Linked DNA regions of Drosophila melanogaster: regions 1 and 2 are each linked to region 3. A link is a contact called in public targeted proximity ligation data. All regions are on one chromosome and are shown on one strand. The core of a region is the stretch at or near the end of the contact, and the rest is flanking DNA. Distances in the headings are between cores, read along the strand shown.

Region 1 (4,115 bases), core at 260-2,759, 490 kb after region 3:
TAAAAACTACTTTGTTTTTATTCGATATGTATTTTTTTTATTTTGGCGGCAGCTGCCAGAAGTCAAAGAAGCTCCCGGCGTGGGTGAGTTTCGAGGCACGGTTTCGATATATTTTCCCAACTGGTAATCCGCGTGCGCGTCCAAACGCCTCGCCGTTCGAAAGAAAACTAAACGGGCAACAGCGGCAAAAAACCGGAAAGCATTCACAGCCAGCTGTTTCGGCTACCCTTCCCAATTTCCCAATGTGCTGGGACGCGACTGTGGCTTAAGAGTCGCTGAAAAAATAGTGTTGCATACTTTTTAGCGGTCGGCGCCAATGATTACCCCTATATTTGTGTTACGATTTCTATTTGGCTCTTGCCAAGATTTTCCCGTCTAACGAAATGCCTTCCGCTTTTTTCGGGCGTCTGGAATTTTCAACCCTTAGGGCTGCTCACATTCGCACGGAAACACCCCCGCAATGGGAAATCCTCGGCGGCACAATGCGGATAGACACACGTGCATTGTTGCTGAGGGTGTTTTAGTCTGGCTGATATGCATATGGGACATGGCTACAGACCATTTCCTTAATGAACTAGAAAATATTGACCTAATATGCATAACTAAAAGGTCCTTAATTCGTTGTCAACATGAGGCGGAAACGCTAAGTAAATAATAATATTATGTTTATGTTTGCATTTGGTAGATTTTAATTGACTTTTACTGTCTGACTAGTTATTTGATACTTATATTTTCCCCAAAAGGAACCTTTGTTGAGAACTAGGGTTTTGCTCAGAACTGCGTACTTTCTTATTTAATCAGTATTTATTTAAAATTAATAATATTTTATGTTCTACTTCAATATTGAAATATACATTGGTAGAAGTTGAAAAATATAATATGTACCTGTATATTCATAATCCTTACTTGTCTGAACTAACCTCCCCCAAACGCTTAATAATTAATTCCTACGCCAGGTGCAATTACTTTGAATAACCAAACAAACTTTAACTGCCCGTCATAACAGCTGCAATCTAAGGGGCTTTTCGATAATAGAAGTAGGATAACCACACATCCAGAAACAGTTGTCAACCCACAGCTGCTTCGCTCAGCCCCAGAGTGTCAATTAAATTTAATTTAAGGCGACATTTGCCGTCAGCCACTCGCAGTTGCATTTGTCTTGGCCCACAAGAACGATGATGATGATGGCGGTTGGCTCCCTCGAAACGATCCTAAATGGCCGCAGATATAGCGATCGGATGTGGCACATCGATGGGGCTATTTTCGATGCCACCGATTAGCCTATTGGCCGAGTGAGCAACTTTTAACTTTAACCCTTTGCAGGGCGCGTGTCTGGGAATTGGGGATCGGGATGGGGGATTGGAATTGCTCCGCTCCGCTCCTCGTACTGTCTATTTTTGGTTGTTGCTCGCTCGCACACTCGCGAAAAGCTATAGACATCGGGTCGATCGGAAGATCCCCGATCTACACTTACACTCCGGCGTAGCACAGATTCCGCCGCTCTTTCTTTTCAGTAGAAATCAGTTGGCCGCGCAAATCGCACGGATGCGGGCGGGCTGAAATCCAAGAGATACAATCCCAACCAAAAAAAAAAACAAAAAAAAAGAAAATAAGCAGAGATCAGTCAGAGAGAAAAAGAAAAGGTGAAAAAGACATACTCCAAATCAGATCGAATCGTGGCGGACTGAGATATACGCAAAATTGATGGTTTAAATAAATAAATAAATGAGTTTTCGGTGCGCGTCGAAAGTGCAGTGCGCGATTTTTGTATCAGTATCCACAATAATAATGACCAATAGCATAAGACAAAAATCCGAAAAAATCTTTCGAATATAACCTGCAGCAAGCGGCAGCAGAAAACTCATTAATTTTCCAAATTTCACCCAAAACAAAAAATAAAACAAATGAACGTATCTCACGGATGCGAAATTCGGTGTGTGGCTGTAATTTTAAACGCATTTTTTGCGCTTGTTTTGACATTGAAATGAAACAACAATAACAATCGGATAATTGAAACGGAGAAAACCCACGCCAACGGATATACACCTGCCGTGAAAACAAAAATTTAAGTTACAAAAAAAAATCGATCTAACTAAATCAAGGAGCTTGGAGAACTCAGGGATTGCGATAAGATGACCACGCGTGGAATTCGGTGCAAGAAGTCCACATTGACGGAGTTGAAAATCGCCGTGATCGGAGCGCCCAGTGTTGGCAAAAGCGGTAAGATTCGAAATACCACGATGCCAAGTGCCTCCGCAATAACAACTCGAAAACAATCCGAGCAATAGCAGACGTATCCAATAGATACTTGGGTAGCATTGTAGCATGGATGCCGAGCAACAACAGCAAATTAGTTGAGCAATCGCCGATTCGTGTATATTTAGACTTTTGTTTGTTTTGTTTATAAAGTGGCAGCATACATATACGATTGCAGATATCCCCCCAATACACATACCAACACACTCTTGCAACGGGGAGTATCTGTGCCTCTTCGTGTCTATGTGTGAGTGTGGCGGCTGCTGGCACTTTGGCATTGCCTGCCGCCTTAATCGCTTTCCACCGTTTGATTTGACAAGCGGCTCTGACCAAAAGACCAGGCCATGCTCTAATTTACGACGAACCATGAGCACATCGCATACTGCACTGAAAAAAATATTAGTGGAAGTACATTTAATCAATCTTAAATAGACAAACACACAACTTAAAGCAATAAACTAACTATCCATATCACATCGTTTAAAATATTTGTTGGTAGTTCAAAAACTTTTATATAACTTTTTTAATATATTTCTTTGAGTGCAAGGGTTCAGCTCCTATATATAGTTAGCTGCTCACGAGATCACAGATCATTGTCAGCTGAGACGTTGCATATTTCTTCGATGCGAACGACTTAGCATAAATTGATGTTCCCTGTCAGCCATCACGTATGCCGGGCATCCCCGAAATATATTTAATTTGTAACACTTTGTTGGGAACCCCCATCCATGGGCTGATACTAATGATGATGATGGCTTTGGCCGGGAAATTTATTCCCGCCACTGTCAACTTTAGTTCACCCCTGCGTTATATATGTTCCCAGTTTCACATATTACCCCAGTTTTATATTATTTCTTGATCAGTGTAAGCTGAAAATACTTTCCTTCTACCCCAAAAGTTTTAAGAAATAAAGCTACAGCTTTACTTGACCTTTTCCTTTTTGAAAAGTAACCCCAAATTTTACCATTGAACGAATTAAGTTTAGTGTGAATTTAAAAGCAATGTAGGCATCCTGAAATTGTCTGAGGTCCCAGTCATGAGATGTCAACTTTGGCTTACACCTGCGCACAATATGTCCCGGTCACAACTAATTTTGGGTGTAAATAGAAGAGAAAAACTGCCGGGACCGGCCGAAGATCGTAGACAGTGGAGCCAGATGAAATATGACTAGAAAATATGTGCCACTAATAAATATAATGTGAATGAAAATAAAAAAGGAAAATAAATGGAATGGCCGGGAGTATACGACTGGGTGTGGCTTTTGTGACAGAGAATAAGCAACGCCTTCTCTTTTTATGGCGAGAATGAAGTAACAGAGTCAGTGGAATGTAAAATATTTCATTGAAGTAGTCACATAGCAAAATTAATAATAATTACAATGCTAGTAGGGTTGTTCGAAAAATATTTTAAGATAAACCCTAAAACTTAAATCTAGCTAAATGCTAAAAATTCATACACTCTTTTGGCGCACAAAAACAAAACACCCTAAAGCAAATAGAATTCCTATCCCAAAAGCAACTTATAATGGCAAATGCATATATGTTTAATAAATTTATTGCCACATATTTTATTGTCACTCCGCCACCATCAGCGACCAGAGACCGGGAAAATATTTAATTCAACTGTGTGTCTATGTCTGTGGATGCGGCGGAGCAATTAAATCGCCCACATACACCTCCACGCCCACCGCCCACCGCTCGCCGGAAAAATTCACCGTGCACACACGCACTTGGCCATATAGACATATAGCCATATAGACATATGGGCCTAGACGAGATCAGTGCCCAGCGGGCGGAGAAGCGCCATCCCCATTGCCATTCCGGCGTCGCGCGTCGAAGAATTTAAACGTTGACCTCGCG
Region 2 (4,140 bases), core at 618-3,117, 280 kb after region 3:
ATAACAGGCATTTGAGCCGGCTAAAGCGAAGGCAGGTGACACATTTCCGCCAGTGGCTAGTCCTTTAAACTGCGCTGATCCGTAGACCAGTCCTGCGTTGGCCATATCCATACATTCTAGTTCCTTACTGGATCGCACATCCACAAGATGAAGTATTTCCGCCGTGTCCAATGAGGCAACACACTTTGGTCCCAGCCAGTGAGCGGAGAGGAGACTCCCCTGCAGCTGGACATGTCGAAGGTATAAAAGCGTTATTCGTCCGTTCGAGACAAACAGTTGGTGAAAGAATAATTGATTCCCGCGGCCCACGACAATCACGGGGTCCACGGAGCGGGAAGTATCTGCCGCTTGAATGAGTACTAAATGCCAGGCGAGGAGAGGTAAGCAATCAGGAGGTCCCTGAAGCACGTGGTATTTGATGACCCTTAATCTTGGTCGGACAGTGACGATAAAATACTTGGATAACGTTGCCAGAGCCACAATGCAGTACTGATCCAATTCATGGCGTCCTTGGGAGTCCATTATTAGAGGTTCCACGGCGCAGACCTCTCCGCGAGCGCCGGAGAAGAGGCATCTCGATTGGCAGCCACGGATGCCCAGCTTCCGGGTGAAACTAAGAGACCACACCGATCCGCCGGCATCGGCACACAAGGCCAGTGATGATCTCGAGGTCCACTTGACATGCAGTACGCCGGTGTTTGGGGTTATGACGTCGAACAGCTCACGGAGAACATCACCCGTATGAGTGTCCAGCATGGCAACCAATCCCCTAGAAAAACCAGCCAAAAGTCGCGTTGAATCCGCATTGAAAGCCAAACTGGCCACCGCACCCTGACCATGCTTGTCCTGATGGGCCCACCTAAGGGTTTGGGTTACATCGAAGTTCAAAATGTGTCCATGCGATGTTCCGATGGCTATGAATGCGGCCACGGCACAGGAACTGGCTGCTCCGGCATTGACACGTTCCGCCGCTGAGGAAAGTTGTGCCGAGATGCCGTGTAGGAGGGTGTACCTCATTATGGATCCTCCACCACCTCTGCCGTCTGTTCTGATCGTGGAATCCTCACCAATCGAGGGCGTGGGCGTGGCATGGGGCACCGGCATTCCAAACTCGGAGGCCACATCCGAATCCGCCTCAAATTCACTGAGCACCGCCTCCAAAGTAGGCAGCACATCGGTGGGCGGTATTGCAAACTCGGCATCATCAAGCTATAATTGGATGAATCAAGATAAAGTGTTATCTAGGCCATTCCATTTTCGGGTAATCCCAACTCACATCTTCGAAGTCCAGCTGCAGGGATTCGGCCAGTAGGCTGTCTGTGGATCCTCGCTCCGATTCCAGCAGAGATTGCAGCGACGGGGCCTTAAGCTCCGACATGCTCCCGGTTCTTTCAATCCTGATCCCTCCCCCAAACTAATAATTTTAAGTGATTTTGTTTTTATCAATGAGTTTCTACGCCCATCAAAGGACTGCCCACTCGTTTGCATAACAGATGTCTTTCGGTTGCTTATCGGTTTCTGTTATCGATGATTTTATATAAAAACTTAATTTAATTGGACAAATAACAGAGGTAAAGATAAATTTTAAATTCTGAGGAAGGCGTATATTTGTTTTTGTTCCTTTAAGAAGCAGGAATTTTAAATTATTCATTTAGAAATAAGCTTATAACTGGAAACAGTCTACAACTTAATGGGAGTATAAAATTTAATGTTAAGTTCAACAAAGTTAAAAATTTAATATCGAAAATTTAAAAACTTATCGAGTGAGAGGACCAATCGACTACTCGACTTAGCAAACATCGAAATATCGCAGGTTGGACCTCACATCGCCATCTGTTCCATCGCTAGTTCATCTTTGTTTTCATCGCGTTCGGTTCAGTGCAGCGGACGATTTTGCTGCTCGCGAGGCCAGCAGATATTAATTAAAATGCAATAAAGTGTGTTCCGAGCCATTTGAATAATCGCGTAACCAAAAACAATGCGCGGCGCACTAGATTATTAATCGGATTCGCTTATCTGCCAGTTGCAGCAGCCCGTGATTGCGGGCCAAGAGCAAAACGCGAGTGGAAATTTCGATTATTGTATTGTTTGTTGCCATGCATAAGACACTTGTGCAAAATGGGCATTAGCAGACACTAACGAATAGTACTAAACAATGGCGCAGTGATTGGGACACGAAATATAAATAAAATATTTGTTTATTTGAGCGTGCGGCGCTTTGCCAAATTAATCGCTCTCTTTCTGGCATTTCCACTCTCTTCTTTACGCGCCTTTCATTCAGTCGCGCGTATGTGTGCGGGTGTGCGTGCGTGTGTGTATGAGCCAGTGACGTAAACAAATGCACAAAAGCGAATGAGTGCAAGAATTTGAAAAATGCGATTGTCGATTCACGTGCCAAAAAAAAGTAACAACAAACGGGAGCAGCAGGCAGAGAACAACTCAGGCAGCAACAAATTGACATAACGTTATTGTTTTCGGTCCTCTGTTTTGTGCACCGCATTCGCTGTATTTTCACCAGCTCAGCTGTGCAATTTCGCCTTGGTGTTGGTGAGCGCAACACGTTTGTGTTCGAGTGGGAGAGATACATAGCAAGAGAGCTAACGTAAACTCCTCTGCCAGCGTCGCTGCTGAAGTCGGCGTCGGCAGCGTGCGTCATTGATGTGCGACAGGTAAGAAGACGCCGCGCTCCAAATATACCCAATTTCCCAAATTACCATAGTTAATTACTTACATAGACGAATATGAAACCAAAACTTATCAATTAGGCGGCAGGGCGGCACCTTTCGCAGGTAATTTTCCCAAACGCACACATTCCTACATACGTAAATAAAGCTCTCATGCAGCTTCGTTTACGTTTTTCGAGATAAGGCAAACGAGTTAATGACACTCGCGGAGCAAAGCATTCTTGCACACGCTGCGTCTCCTCTTTCTCGCTCCCTCCTCTTCCCATTCCGACTTCCCTCGCACCCCCTCTTGACGCGTTCATCACGCTCTTGGCCCCAACTTGTCGATCGGAAATCGCTGGACATTGTTTGTTGGTCTGGTCGCCGCCAGTCGCGCTAGTCGCCAATCGCCCGTCGCGCTAGTTTTTCCACATTTGTCATACACTAACCATAACGAAGGAGTTACCTGGATTTCTGGCTCAAAGGGTACCGAATATTTATAATGGGTTCCTTGGAAAGGTTAATATATTTCTCGGGTCTTTCAGTAAAAGGGATCTCAACCCGAAAATCATTATATTTGTTCTTAAAATAAAGCAGTTTTTTATTTTCCGTAAACTGATATACTGAAAGAGAATTGAAAAACGGCTTAATATATTCATTTATTCATTCATTTAACCTAGTAATATTTTTAAAAGCATTCATATTTATGGCTCACAGCAGATTTCTGTTTATGATTGTCATTTAAGATACTTTATCTCGGATCCAATAACACTTGCAATGCAGATTTGTTTTATTTTGTACTATATGAAACATCGTTTACCCTTAAGAATTTTAATTTGACTTTAAGTGTTCCTTGATGAGTTTTATAAGATAAGATTATTCACTATACTTTTCTAGCCATTTTGGTGCGTTTATTGAACTTAAACGCAGACAAATAAATTTCTGTATAACGTTAAGGTTGTTATTTAAAAGTTGTTGTAGGTGCCATCGAATACATTCAGATTAAATAGACCGGAATAAGGCGATAAGCTCATTTGTCATAATGCCTTATCATTATACATAAATTATTAGACTACGAAACTAACGAACGAACAGCCATTTATTTACTTGATTTCGGGATTAAAAACCAGGCATGTATTTGAATCAATTGAAATTTAATGGGAATTTCGAATGGGTTCTTGAACCAAATAAGATTTCTCGAGAGAGCATACCATATTTGTGGGGCCTTCTCTTGCCCCTAATCGTTTGTGTTTATTATTGTTGACCATGCGCTTTTTGTTCCTTTTTCCCCCTTAGGTTTCAGGTTCTGGCCTTTTATTTTCCGCTCGCTCTGTGTGTTTGTCGTTCATGGTCACAAAATTTATTGGTCAACATTTTATCTTGGCCCCGGCACCCACGTCGACTCCTTTTCCAGCTTTGCAACTTGTTTGCTTCTCGGTCCACCTATTTCTTTCTTCGTTTTTTTTTTTTTTTTTTG
Region 3 (4,509 bases), core at 414-2,913:
TCGCAGTCTATATATAAACCAATGTCTCATATTCAGTTGCATTTTGTGAATTAGGAAAAGTGCAACTAAGGAATTAACACGAATGAGATCATGCTGAGCTGTTGAAATCTTAGCGCAATTATTCTCAAAATTAAATTCCCGACCTCGTGGATTACTCGCTTCCGTTGCAAGTGAGATAAGAACGTAGGCGAGTCCGAGGCACAACTTTTTATAGAACAAACTGAGAAACAATCTGATGATAAGACTGTAGTTTCTTGCGACTCGGGCCCATTATCAGGCTGCTCTCAATTCATATTTGTCGCATGCTGGTGTGCCTTAAGAAACATAATGCCTTTATCGCTAAAAAAAACCATTCCGAATGAACCGCTCGAAAAAGTCAATGCTCCGAGTCGGTTTCTAAGCAGCCTGTAAACCGAGAACTCCCATTCAAAAGTGTGTGTATGTATGTTCGTACATATCTCTGTGTATATTGTATGTAGGGACTGCTGACATACTGATAACCCACAACTCCAAAGCCTTCCCCTTTGCCAACAACAAATACTCGAGCTCAGCAACATTTTTTTCGTTCAGTTTTTGCTGTGTCGACGTCGACGAAATGAAAACCCATTAAAATTGTTTTCAAATTTTACGATCCGATCCCATCGGTCGAACCCGAAAACGAGTTGCATCCATCCACCGTCTCCCCGTCTCTATGCGTTTCTTAGGCGGATACCTTTGGTATCTTTTATGTTCTCTGCTGCTTACCTGTTCGAAGTTGATGGTCAAATTGACTTCATTGAATTTCATGCCCCTGGACAACGGAGGACTCTGCCACCAGGCCTCGGTGCCATCGATCGCGTTCTCTGGCGGATGATTCCTCTCCGGCACCGTGGGATCGCAGTAATCGCAGACCTACAAAAACGCAGAAAACACATGTTAGAAAAAGAAAATGGAATCCAAATTCAGTCCAGAGTATTTTTAGAGCCCAATTCGAATGTTCAACACATGTGGGGGACGTCTAAATGCAGTGCACACTTGAAATATAAAGTTTTGATTTTTAACTAAATAATAGTTTGAAGAAATTCTTAATTAAGTTGGATAACCAATATAATCGATTGTAATTTGTTATCTCTCCTGATTCAGCTTTATTTTGAAATTAAACATTAACTTTTTTTCAGTGTAAAGTTAAAGATTATCTCATCATGTGTGTATACTGAAAAGATTTTTGGGCGTTGCTGGATGTCGATTATAGTTACCTGTCCCTGGATAACTGAATAGTCGATATGATCGTGTTCCGTATTGGCTCCCACTAGTTTGCAGTAGAGCTCTGGTCCATCCGTATCCTGGCCACACGTAGCTGTGGCATAAATCTTCCTGCCCGTGGCCAGATTGAAATATGGTGGCGTTAGCTCCGCCTGGCAATAGGAGATGGCCAGGATTACTAGCAGAGCCCCAATGGAGGCCACTCCGTGCCCCATTGTGCCGAGAGTTCAAGCACCCGCGCTGCGATAACGACAGTCCTTTCTCCACGGACCACTTCCGGTTCTATCTCTTTCTTTCCCGGTTCACTTATGTATGTATTTCACTTTCTTATCTGCTGTATTTCACTTTTTTCACTGTTCTTTTCGTATTCCTTTGGTGGAGCTCATCCAACCGCACTGGATGGCTCTTCTCGAGCAACTGATGGCACCGCAGCGAGAAGTTTTCCTCGAGACCCCGAAAAATTTGATTTTGATAGTCGTCCGATCGGCTCTTTTCGTATGCCTTCGGCTTTTCTCGTCTTCGGCATTCTATACAGCTGAGAGAACGATAGTCTTTCCGACCCTATAATGTATTCACATCCTCTTATCCGTCTTATTTCAGAAAATTCTGAAGCCGGAATAAAAGATACGGATTATCGCCATTTGACTTATGAGGTTATATAATCATTTAAAATATATGTAATTGTATTTAATTTGTTCATTATATCAGCATTCTTCTTGGGTTCATCATAACCTAGGATAATACGAACGTTAGTTGCTAGGATTGTTAACTTAGTTCTATCACCTGTAACCAAAGTTACTTAAGACCAAGATTGTAACATCATTTCAATGCAGTTTGGTGCTTTTACTATCATCTCACATGAAATGTGTTTATAAGTTATAATGATAATTGTCTTTTGAGAATGCCCAAAAAATTTGACGAAAAATTCAAATTTCATGTGTGTTCCTTGATAAATATTCTTTCCTCATTACATCGCAGCACATCTAACTGGTCTCGCAGTTGGTGAGCAACTGATTAAACTGCAGCGAGAAGTTTTCCCGAGGCCCCAAAAGTTTTGGTGTTCGTAGTCGCTCGATCGGCAGTCGATCGGGTGCTCTTCTCTTTGGCACTTTAATTTAACTGAGAGAATGTCCGCTTATCCGATTTTGTTTTGCTCTGAACGTATGTTTACAAAATCTTTTCCAGCTATTTGTTTTTTTTCTCATTCGCCGGCCGGGCGGAATCGGAACAAAACAAAACGGAAAACCGGTTCGTTGTCATCGGGGAACGTTGTGGAATGGGTGAAACGCCTTCCGCTTATGAAGATTGACTTTAGCACTAAGAAAATGTATACTCTATCTTCTATTGAAATGTACTACTTTAAGCTTGAACGCTTGAAATAATCTCAACAATACTCCAGCCACAGCTTGATAAATTCATAGCGTTAAGCTGGGATAATTTCTTACTTTTAAGGGTTCTTAAATTGATAATATGGATAGAGCTTGTGAAAGAATTAAGCATTGATATTACAACACAAGCGATAGCTTAAAAGTACTGCTATTAGACACCGAACATTTTTATTAAGTTTTTATTGCAGCCTTTAACGTAATTTAATTTATATGTGCTTAGCCATTCGTGTAGCATTTAAAATCAAACTTATTTAAATGATTTTCCATTAAGCTATTGCCACCTTTCGTTTACCCAGAAGTGTAATAGCTTACTGAAGTAATTGTTGTTAAAGCAAAATAACTGCTACAAAACTCACTCAGGCCTGACCAAAGAATCGAAAATTGCGCACCTCAATTTTAGCCCACGATCGACAAAATCTTGAAGTTTATTGCTATACCGATTAAAAGAGCCAAATACAGAGACTAGCTAGCAGCAGCAACTATTGAAAATCACAATCACAGCTAAATATTGTGCAAAATTCATGACCAAAGTGTTGGGGCAATTCGGATTTCGCGTTTTGTATTTTTTTTTGGTAACTGTATTGGTTGTAGCCAAACTCGTTTTCCGCCGTTTGCAATGACATAAGTAAATGCATTGATAAAGACTGTGTCGAGTGTCAGAACGGCCAGTTCTTTTTATTTTTGGCCTCAATTGCTGCGCCTGCGCAGCAGCTTAAGCTTCTCAGCTTCTCATGGCTGTATGTAAACGAGTTCTGATGACGTAATTCGCATCGCGCGGTTCTGCGCCTTTGCCTTATGCAATACACGCAAATGAACATTGCCGAAAAAATTAATGGAAATATGTGCTTGTAAAAAAAACTCAGGAAAAAATTCGACGATTGCAACATTAACAAGAAGTTCTCGATTTGGCTTAGCCCACACAGCAGCTGCACAGTGGGCCATAAAGTATCAGATTCCGAAAAGTTTTCCATTTATATACAAAGTATTCAAAGCGATTATTTTTTTGAAATAAAAATAAATGTAATTTTTTCACATGTAAATAATTATATTATTAATCTGAAAATCAGGTAAGAGTTGCAAATAATTTTACAATAAACTCATTAAAATTCACCGACTCCAGAGTGACAAAAAATGCTTGCACGGTACAAAAAATAATGGAGAAAGATAATTAACAAAAACGTTGCATGCTTAATTGACACTCACTTGCTAAAAATATAATGTGTGTAAATAAGCACTTAAAAAAGAATAAATAGCTATTGCAACACCAGCAAAAAACTTTTTCTGCACAGTGGTGATGTGATATGTGATAAAAGATATCTGCATTTTGGCCAAATACGAAGTGAAATTACTGACTTGCACAGTGAGGCAAGTCCACATTTGCACATTTTGCGATTACACGGCCATTCATATTTCAATTTGACTTTATGTGCTAATTAGCCCATTAAAACCTCAACGCCTCTAAGTGGCACGACCTTTTCGCCAACCAATTTGCTCCACTGTGCCGCCTCTGCCCACGTCGACGTCAACGGAGCAGCTGCCGCTCACCAAATGATTTCACTTATTCGCGATTGCATGCCCAGATTCGTGTTCAATTTGGTTCTAAGTCTCGTCGCGTGTGCATGAAGGCAGTTCTTTGAGTTCTCGACTTTATCGCCATGGTGCTGCTGCGAGTGATCAAGTATCTAGTTGGTTAGTGAGAGTGTTTTGGCCAGGTGTTAAGCACGTTATTTCATCACTATCTTCCTTTGAAGGCTGCGTGGTCCGGGTCTGCAACGAGTTGTCCCAGAACATGAGTTCACTGAACAAAATGTTCAAGTACCATTTGCTGGAGGTTAGCTAGAGGTCCCGGGATGTGGAGCTAAATACCCTTACTGATTAG

What was found.
Region 1: a targeted proximity ligation map of the Kc167 cell line shows a contact between it and region 3, with 4 times the contacts expected there. A contact is called at or near these places in 1 of 107 Hi-C or Micro-C datasets (the Kc167 cell line) and 1 of 7 datasets of targeted methods (the Kc167 cell line).
Region 2: a contact with region 3 is called in a targeted proximity ligation map of the Kc167 cell line, with 8 times the contacts expected there. A contact is called at or near these places in 12 of 107 Hi-C or Micro-C datasets (the Kc167 cell line, the OSC cell line, the S2 cell line and 3 more) and 6 of 7 datasets of targeted methods (the Kc167 cell line and the S2 cell line).

Annotation. Positions count from the first base shown.
Region 1 is chr3L:6,703,351-6,707,465 of dm6, forward strand. CG8519 reads left to right here and starts at 1,510. Exons shown (of 3, transcript NM_139797.4): 1 at 1,510-2,220. The coding sequence starts at 2,133. SP1173 (SP1173,) reads right to left here and starts at 171. Exons shown (of 6, transcript NM_168178.2): 1 at 1-171.
Region 2 is chr3L:6,493,813-6,497,952 of dm6, forward strand. It overlaps sfl (sulfateless), which reads left to right and starts at 1,868. Exons shown (of 7, transcript NM_079222.5): 1 at 1,868-2,669. Vps8 (Vacuolar protein sorting 8) reads right to left here and starts at 1,485. Exons shown (of 4, transcript NM_139791.3): 1 at 1,277-1,485; 2 at 1-1,209. The coding sequence starts at 1,378.
Region 3 is chr3L:6,216,359-6,220,867 of dm6, forward strand. LanA (Laminin A) reads right to left here and starts at 1,664. Exons shown (of 15, transcript NM_057269.3): 1 at 1,236-1,664; 2 at 745-891. The coding sequence starts at 1,457. CG33946 reads left to right here and starts at 4,220. Exons shown (of 2, transcript NM_001316477.1): 1 at 4,220-4,319; 2 at 4,382-4,509. The coding sequence starts at 4,286. The coding sequence ends at 4,470.